2 separate regions of the Mus musculus genome follow, and region 1 is linked to region 2. A link is a contact called in public HiChIP or PLAC-seq data. All regions are on one chromosome and are shown on one strand. The core of a region is the stretch at or near the end of the contact, and the rest is flanking DNA. Distances in the headings are between cores, read along the strand shown.

Region 1 (4,436 bases), core at 1,081-3,580, 100 kb before region 2:
TCAGACCCTCAGAGGTCCCTTGAGGGATGATCGGGTTACAGGAGCCCGTGATGAAATGCTGGTAGGCCCAATCTGATGCTGGTTTTGTATAGGTCCTGATAGCTGCAGTGAGTTCATGAGTGTCATTTTGCACCACACCTGTTGTGTGACAAAACACACATCTGCTCACCCCAGATAGGGAGTTCAAGACAGACCAAAAAGTATGGATACCACCAAAATCCAACTTGGTGAAATGAACCATTGAGTTTTATTGTAGTTACTCACAGGAGCAGAAATGACTCAAAGACAACTGCATCAGCAAGGCCCACCCCAGCTCAGGTGACAAGCTTTCAAAAGCTGGGAAACCTGAAGCACACTGCTTCAAGCGAGTGTGATAAGACCTTGTCTCAAATAAAACAAGCCAGACTTACATACACACAGGGTCGGGGGATGAGCAGGGAATCCTGGGATATAGTATTTGCTTACTACATATCTTAATTTGTAAAGCAATGATTACTACAGGGCTAGGGATACAGCTCCATTGGTAGTGCTTGTCCACTATGCTTGAAATCCCGGGTTCAGTCTCCGGTGTGACATAAATCCCGTGTAAAGATGTATATGTAAGAGCCGGGCGTGGTGGCGCACGCCTTTAATCCCAGCACTCGGGAGGCAGAGGCAGGCGGATTTCTGAGTTCGAGGCCAGCCTGGTCTACAGAGCGAGTTCCAGGACAGCCAGGGCTACACAGAGAAACCCTGTCTCGAAAAACCAAAAAAAAAAAAAAAAAAAAAAAAAGATGTATATGTAACCTCAACAATGAGGAGGCAGGGGAGGGAGAGCAGGAGATTTAAGGTCACTCTCAGTTACACATGAAGTTCAACAACCTGTGATGCATTTTATAAAACCAAGAATATGTTTTAGAGAGCACAGGATGGTGTGGTGGGAGGGGGTGCCCTCAGTGGGCCCGTACTGAGGCTTCCACTCCTCACCCCAGGTACCAGCCATATGACGGGTCTACCATAGAACAGCTTACTTGGGGGCATGGGAAAGGAAGGTGAGAAGTGAATAGAGACAGAGAAAGAGAAGGGACGAGAAGGGGGGGTGGGAGAGAGAAAGAGAGAGAGGAGAAAAGATGGGGGGAGGGAGAAGGAGAAAAAGAAGAAAAGAAGCTGGCCAGGAACCTGTGAAGAGAGGGAGAAGGGAGAGAGGGAGAAAAGGGACAGAGAGAGAAAAGAGGGCAGAGTCAGAGAGAGAGGGAGAGGCCAAACAGTCCTTTTTATAGCAAGCCAGGCCTACCTGGCTGTTGCTAGGTAACTGTTGGGCGGAGCATAGAAGGAATGCCAACAACCTGTGCTACAAGAGATCCTGGTCAATAAATAAATCCGCGTTAGTGTTACTGAAAATTAATGTGGAAAATTTCACTGAAGTTAATAAGCCTTAATAAGGAGTTTGACATAGAAAGATAGAGAGTTGCAATAGAGATCTTTGTTAAATAAGATTTTACAAAACTATATTTTTGGAGTAATCTTAAACTTAGAGCAAAATTAAGCATAAGGCACATTTTCTTTTATCACTGGGGCAGTCGCTATTGGGGAGCTTGGTATGTTAATCTATTTGCTTATAATAACCATTTACAGCTGGGCGGTGGTGGCACACGCCTTTAATCCCAGCACTTGGGAGGCAGAGGCAGGTGGATTTCTGAGTTCGAGGCCAGCCTGGTATACAGAGTGAGTTTCAGGACAGCCAGGCCTATACAGAGAAACCCTGTCTCGAAAAAACAAAAAGCAAAAACAAAACAAAAAACATTTACTATGTGTATGTGTGCTAAAACTTCATGCTATCAACCTCAAAATCCATCCCAGATAGCTGTTGGAACAGTCATATTAAAGACCGTCTCTGCAACAAAGCTTTCGGGAACTCTTAAGATAGTATTGGCACTTCTATAGAAGAGGATGAGAAACAATAAATAGGACAACAGCAAAACTGATATGCGTACTCCCCACAGTCATTTTCCTAAAGTCCAACGGAGTCGCCTGGGCTAGCTTGGACAGCACACAAGTGAGCACTGCACGCCATGCCTACCTAAGGCAGGTGGCAGCAATGCGACTTGTGCGCAGGCATAGAGCCTGACCTCGCGAGGGGTGGGCGGTGCTGCCAGCGGCAGCCTCGCTCTGGCCCCGCCCCCGCCCCACCCCCGCCGAACTTGGGATCGCGGGATCGCCCAGGAAACGCATTCTACGGGAACCCGCGGCGCCAATGGGAAGAGAGCGAGTGCCACGAACTGGCCAATGAGGAGCGAGCGGCCCGGGGTTTAAACCTAAGCCCGGCAGACTCCTCCCGGCGTGCTGCGGAGGAACGGCTGTTAGTGTTTAGCTGTGGATAGCCAGAGGTTAGGGTGTCTTCTCGAATCGGGGAACCTCTGATTTTGGAGGAGCCATGGCGCTCAGGGTCACTAGGGTGAGTCGGGCCAGGCGCTGCGGTGATCGCGGCGGGAGAAGACCGCGGGATCCCGGAGCGGGAGGGGGATCCGGGAGGGCTCCGGCGAGGCCGGGGAGCTGAGGACCCACCTTATGGAGGGTGAAAAAGACCTCTGGACCTATCTGGGCTGCAGGACTTGTGGGGAGTGGGTGCTGTGCTCTTAATGGTGAAGGCCCAGGGTGAATTCTTCGCCTTCCCGGAGAGCTGTCTACGACGGAGGCTTTTATGGCATCCTTTCCGATGTAAATTCACCATGTTTAGGGTGGCTTAGGACTTAAGGGGAAACTGGATTAAAGGTGAAAGATTTGGGTGGAAACTTGCTTGTCACGGCTGGAGGCTAGATCCTACCACCCTTGCTTTCCTTAGTTAGGTCCCGCCTTAATTAACCCGTGACTTCCTCGGGGCTGCCTGCTTGCTGCCGTGGACCCTTTTCAAGTTGTTCTTTTACTTCTTTCAGAACACGAAAATTAACGCAGAAAATAAGGCCAAGGTCAGTATGGCAGGCGCCAAGCGTGTGCCTGTGACAGTTACTGCTGCTTCCAAGCCCGGGCTGAGACCGAGAACTGCTCTTGGAGACATTGGTAATAAAGTCAGCGAAGAGCTACAGGCAAGAGTGCCTCTGAAAAGGGTAACTATCGCCCTGAAAAGGGTACCGATCTCCCTAGCCCAATTAACCTGAAAAGGCCCATCTTCTAGCTGTCACCCTTGGGAAAACATTCTGTTCTCTCCCTTTCATCCACAGGAAGCAAAAACGCTAGGTACTGGAAAAGGTACTGTTAAAGCCCTACCAAAACCTGTAGAGAAGGTGCCTGTGTGTGAACCAGAGGTGGAACTTGCTGAGCCTGAGCCTGAACCTGAACTTGAACATGTTAGAGAAGAGAAGCTTTCTCCTGAACCTATTTTGGTAAACTTGCATTTTTTAAAAGTTTGTTTCTTCTCTCTGACTTCATTTCACGTTGATGCACATGACAGCATTTAAATATATTACTTATTATTGAGTGGCTAGCAAAAACATTTTACATGCATTAACGACTCTGGGGTGAGTATTAGCACCCTGCGTCAAATGGTGGCAGATAAATATGGTGGGGCTTTTTGTTTTATGTAGACACCAGAGTCTCACTCACTATGTACTCCTGGCTGGCCTGGGACACGGATGTGGGCATAAATCATTTTCTTTTCTGTGTCTCTGTAGCTCATGCTGTCCTTGAACTTGAGATTTCCACCTCCAATGCTGGGATGGTATATTCAAAAACTATTTTTAAAAAGATTTCAGGCAGAGAAATGAGATTAATTAATAAAATAAGGTGCTTGGTAGAATCCCAGTATTCTGTCTGGCCAGAGGCAGGTGGGGCTCTGAGTCTCTGTAACAAGGTCCAGTCTAGCCAGAGCTACATATAGTGAAACTCCGTATTTGAAAACAAAAAAAGATGATAATGATGGAATGATGGGTTAGCATTTAAGCCTAAAAATGAAGTTTGCCTGAGTTTGTAGCCTGTTAGATTGTGTTCAGCATATTAGGAGGCCCTGGGTTCAGTCCTTGAGTATTAAAATGCAAAAGAGAAAAATGCAACAACAAAAAAAGCATACACGTCGAAGGCACCAGATTTTACTACTAGGTGTGATGATTGGTGCATGTTTGTGATTTGAGCACTTCTGCTAAGGCAGGAAGATTGCAAGTTTAAGGCTAGCCTGGGCTCTCTGTAATCAGGGGCTTGGATACACCTGAATAAAGATTGCTGGCTTAGCATTCTTTTGAATCAAGTTCACGTGGGGCTGAGCTGATGGATAAATGACTTTATTATCTGTTCCTTTGACTTGCTTTACCTACTAGTATTGAGAGTACTTTTTTGTGTGTCTGTGCCCAATTGTGTGTATGTTAGGCCTGAAGAGACAGAGTTCTTTGGAGCTGGAGCCGGCGTTGCAGGCGTTTGTGAGCCACCCAGTGTGGTCGCTAGGATCTGAATTCTGTCCCTCCTGGAGA
Region 2 (4,681 bases), core at 2,133-4,632:
AGTGTTGCTTTAATTTGGTTTTTTAAGATTTATTGATTTATTTTATATATGTGAGTACACTGTGGCTCTCTTCAGATACACCAGAAGAGGGCATCGGATCCCATTACAGATGCTTGTGAACTCAGGACCTCAGTCAGTGCTCTTAACTGCTGAGCCCTCTTTCCAGCCCACTTTAATTCTTAAAAAAAAAAAAAAAAAAAAAAAAAAAAAAAAAAAGGCAACTCAAAAGTCCTTCACTGGGGGAAGGGGCAAGAGAATACCCATCCATGTTCCTAGCGCCATTACTCAAAATAGTTGTAAGGCAGAAACAAGCCCAAGTGGACATTAGGATTGAAAGTGTAAACACACACACACACACACACACACACACACACACACACACACACCAATATCAGAATCTTCTTGGAAGAAATTAGAAATCTTGGAAAGAAATTCTGAAACATTTTACAGCATGGAGGAACCTTGCAGGACAACTGAAAAGGACGAATACTGCATGATTCTATAAACATGAAACACTCGGAGTTGTCAGATTCACAGAGACAGGAGACTAAATGTAGGTTGTCCCCGGTCTCGGGAGGCGCTAATGAAGAGCTGCTGTTTGATGGGCCTCTCTAGATGCGTGCTAGTGATGCTTGTAAAATGGACTTCTCTCTGTGGGTTTGTTTGTTTGTTTGTCCCATGTAGCTAGAGCTGAACTTGAACTCTCTATGTGGCTGAGTATGAGCTTAAACTTGTGATCCCTCAGTCAAGCAAGGAGATTACATGTGTGTACCACCGTTCCGTGCTTGTTTCCTTTGGACCAGAGTCTTGCTGTATAGCCTAAGCTGACCTAATCCCTCTGCTTCAACCTTCTTAGTGTCATTACAGGTGTGTGCCACCATACCTAGTTTAATGTCATTATATTATTTGGTTTTGGAGATCGGATCTTGCAGAGCAGCCCTGGCTGGACCGATACACCACTGCCATCCACGTTGGCCTCAAACTCACAGCTGTCCTCCTGCCTTAGACTCTTGAGTATTGGTGTTAAAAGCATGTAATCCTATGTGGGACTTAATATCACTGAACTATATACCTTAAAAAAAAAACGACATTTATTTATTTCATGTATGTGAGTACACTGCAGCTATCTTCAGACACACCAGAAGAGGGGATCGGATCCCCATTACAGATGGTTGTGAGCCACCATGTGGTTGTTGGGAATTGAACTCAGGACCTTTGGAAGGAAGAGCAGTCAGTGCTCTTAACCACTGAGCCATCTCTCCAGCTCCTACTTTTTTTTTTAATGATACAGGGTTTCTCTGTGTAGCCCAGATGGCATGGGCATGGAACTCACAGAGATGCACCTGCCTCTGTCTCCATAGTACTGGGATTGAAGGAACGCATTACCACTGTCTGGCCAACTCTATATTTTAAAATGGTAAATCTTATATTAGAGCTCACATAATTTAAAAAAAAATACAAAGGAGGAGCCACTAGTGATGCAGCTTGGTGAGGGAGTGTTCATTTGTGTAACCTGAGCCCTGGATTTGAGCTGCAGCACCACAAACAAAGAAACAAACAAACAAACAAAACAGAAAGCAACGGGTCGCTGTGTCTATTGAATAAAAATGAAATTAGTTACAAAATGTCCGTAATTATCTAGCATCAGAAGCTTCACAAGAGAAATAAATCTAGTTAAAACCAGAAACCCAAGGGCCAGAGATAAGGCTCAGGGGTCAGAAGCACACACTGCACACACAAAGGTCTGGAGTTCAGGTCCCAGGACTGACTCTGTCAGGCAGAGAGAGTTATGCTACTTGTATGTGACTCTAGCACCTGGGGATCCAGTGCCCTCTTCTGGCCTCTGTGGGTCTCTGCACTCATGTACACATGCATATCCACACTTAGACATGTATAATTAAAAATAATAACGGTAAATCTTTAAATAAATGCCCCTCAGATGCAGTGCAACTCTATTACATGCACAAGGCCCTACATTTAACTCTCAGTGCCACAAACATACAAACCTGTCACATTTCTGGATCCAAGATTCTTCTATATTTTTAAATCTATCCTGATCAAATTCCATTTCCCACTGCAAGGCATTTATTTCCTATAGAAAGAGAAACATGACCTTCAAATTTTAAAAGGGGGGCATTTCATGAAAAGTTATCGGTATTAATCATTTAGAGACACTGAAGAGTGAAGTAAGTCATTTAATCATGCAACAGCTAAAAGAGCAAAAAAAGCCGGGCGTGGTGGCGCACGCCTTTAAGCCCAGCACTCGGGAGGTGAGTTCCAGGCCAGCCTGGTCTACAGAGTGAGTTCCAGGACAGCCAGGGCTATACAGAGAAACCCTGTCTGGAAACACAAACAAACAAAGCAAAAGGCTGCTCAGAAGAGTCTATGGCAATTGTACACTGAATGGACTTGAGCACTAGAAACACTTTGCCAAAGCTCACTGAATACAGAAAAGAAATTTTAAACTGTTTGGGTTCAAAAGTGGCTGTGCTGCTGGGTGGTGGTGGCGCACACCTTTAATCCCTGTGCTCAGGATGCAGAGGCAGGTGGCTCTGAGTTCAAGGCCAGCCTGGTCTACAGAGCAAGTTCCAGTACAGCCAAGGCTATACAAAGAAACCCTTTCCCAAAAACAAACCAACAAATAAAAACCAAAAAAAGGGGCTGGAGAGATGGCTCAGCAGTTAAGAGCAGTGACTGCTCTTCCAGAGGTCCTAAGTTCAAACAGCACCCACCCGGTGCTCACAACCATCTATAATTGTAATCCCAGGAGATACAATGTGCTCTTCTGGTGTGCAGTTGTACATGTAGACAAAATATCCATATACATAAAATACATAAATAAAAAAATCTTTAAAAAAACAAAAATAAAAACGTTGTACTGAGCCCAGACTTCTTAGTCCCCACCTCTGCTCATATATAGAGACCAAAAACTAAATTTACACTTGTGAGTCTTTGCCGAAAGGGCTCCATCAAAGGATGATAAAATTGACATAGGAAAGAGACATTAGAGCTGGAGAGATGGCTTAGAGGTTAAGAGTACTGGCTGCTCTTCCAGAGGTCCTGAGTTCAATTCCCAGTAATCACATGGTGGCTCACAACCATCTGTAATGAGATCTGGTGTCCTCTTCTGGCCATGCAGGCAGAACACAGTATACATAATAAATAAAATTTTTAAGAGAGAGAGAGAGAGAGAGAGAGAGAGAGTGAGAGAGAGATTTACAATGCTTAATCTCATATACAGTGAGATGTTCAGAAACATGCTTACTCTGCCTGAGGCACAGGAAGAAAAAGAGAAGAAAAATGAGAAGTGCCAAGTTGGTTGACCTTCTACTACCAGAAAAGGGAAATAAACCATACTTTACCCATGTAACAATCTATTTTAAAATGTAAGTGCCCCAAGGGAAAGCTATCAAAGACTCAAGTACTCCTTATGAGAGTACCAGGAACAACACACACATCATGGTCGTGAGCCTAAGGAAATTAGGTTTAAATATTATCCGAATGATTGCATCAATGCTAGCAGTTGCAAATACCTTCTCCAGAGATCTCTTTTGTTCTATAGTTTTTTGAAGCATTGTCTGTGTGTGGCTTGTGGCTTTGCCAAGCATTGCCTATGAAAAAAGAAAAATAGCATCAGTAAAACTAAGGAGTTTTATTTATTTATTTGTTTTTTTGTTTTGTTTGTTTTGAGACAGAGTTTATCTGTGCCTCTGCCTCCCAAATGCTGAGACCCCCACCCAGCTAAAATGAAGTTTTTTGGTTTTGTTTTTGTTTTTTGTGGGTGTTTTTTTTTTTTTGGGTTTTTTGTTTTTTTCTTTTTTTTTTTTGGTTTTTTGAGACAGGGTTTCTCTGTATAGCCTTGGCTGTCCTGGAACTCACTCTGTAGACCAGGCTGGCCTCGAACTAAGAAATCCACCTGCCTCTGCCTCCCGAGTGCTGGGATTAAAGGCATGCGCCACCACTCCTGGCTTAAAATGAAGTTTTAAACAGTCCTACTTGCACATGATAACATCTATGCGCATGTGCCCAAATGCATAGTTTATTTTTTAAAGATTTATTTTGTTTTCAATATGTGTACTTCTGAGTGTCTATGTGCATGTGTGTGTAGGTGCCTGAGGAAGATAGAAGGGGATGTCAGATCTCCTGGAGCAGGAGTTACAGGCAGTTGTGAGATAGCTGACCTAGGTGCTGGGAACCAAACTTGGGCCCTATGTAAAAGCAGTACCCACTGCTAACTAATGAGCCATCTCTCTAGCCCCACATTTAATTTAAGATAACAGCTTATAAACAAAATAGAAAAAAAAAAGATAACAGCTTATTAGCAAGATGAGAAAGTCACAAAGTGTGTGTGTGTGTGTGTGTGTGTGTCTTGTTTCCAAAACAGTGTCTCTGGGTGAAGCCTGGTCTTGAACTCTTGGTTCTGCTGCCACTGTCTCCCGAGTGCAGGGATTGCAATGCCACTTATTATTAGAATATGCTAAGTGACGAATTTTCAAAAATAAATTCTTACCATGCTTTGGAGGATTTTCAATGCTTCCTCTTTACCTTCAAGTTGTCTTTGAGACGCTTCAAGTTCCGTTTTTAAAATCTCTACGTCCTGTGGACAGAGATACCGTAGGCTTCAGTGTTTGCAAGGCATGTAACCCCGGTAACTGACCAAGCAGCTGGCTGGTCCACGTTC

What was found. HiChIP or PLAC-seq counts read pairs in DNA pulled down with a chosen protein or histone mark.
Region 1: a contact with region 2 is called in an H3K4me3 HiChIP or PLAC-seq map of the 230-238 cell line, with 19 read pairs. The contact joins the promoter of Ccnb1 here to the enhancer-like site in region 2. A contact is called at or near these places in 5 of 39 promoter capture datasets (the C10 cell line, embryonic stem cells, hematopoietic stem and progenitor cells and 1 more), 1 of 15 datasets of contacts at CTCF or cohesin (the G1E-ER4 cell line), 4 of 484 Hi-C or Micro-C datasets (CD8 T cells, the CH12 cell line, the HL-1 cell line and 1 more), 6 of 115 datasets of contacts at active chromatin or transcription factors (the 230-238 cell line, bone marrow-derived macrophages and embryonic stem cells) and 3 of 9 other capture datasets (adipose tissue, liver and pancreatic islet).

Annotation. Positions count from the first base shown.
Region 1 is chr13:100,784,380-100,788,815 of GRCm38.p6, reverse strand. Ccnb1 (cyclin B1) reads left to right here and starts at 2,330. Exons shown (of 9, transcript NM_172301.3): 1 at 2,330-2,434; 2 at 2,913-3,083; 3 at 3,198-3,359. The coding sequence starts at 2,414.
Region 2 is chr13:100,681,697-100,686,377 of GRCm38.p6, reverse strand. It overlaps Ccdc125 (coiled-coil domain containing 125), which reads right to left. Exons shown (of 12, transcript NM_183115.5): 4 at 4,511-4,597; 5 at 3,534-3,611; 6 at 2,007-2,092. Among named protein-coding and RNA genes, the nearest start is that of Ccdc125, 15 kb to the right of the region's middle. Within about 2 kb of position 3,382, at least 18 of the 459 cell types and tissues checked have an H3K27ac peak or open chromatin away from gene starts, as enhancers often do. A contact at or near this core is called in the 230-238 cell line and bone marrow-derived macrophages, where this site is marked.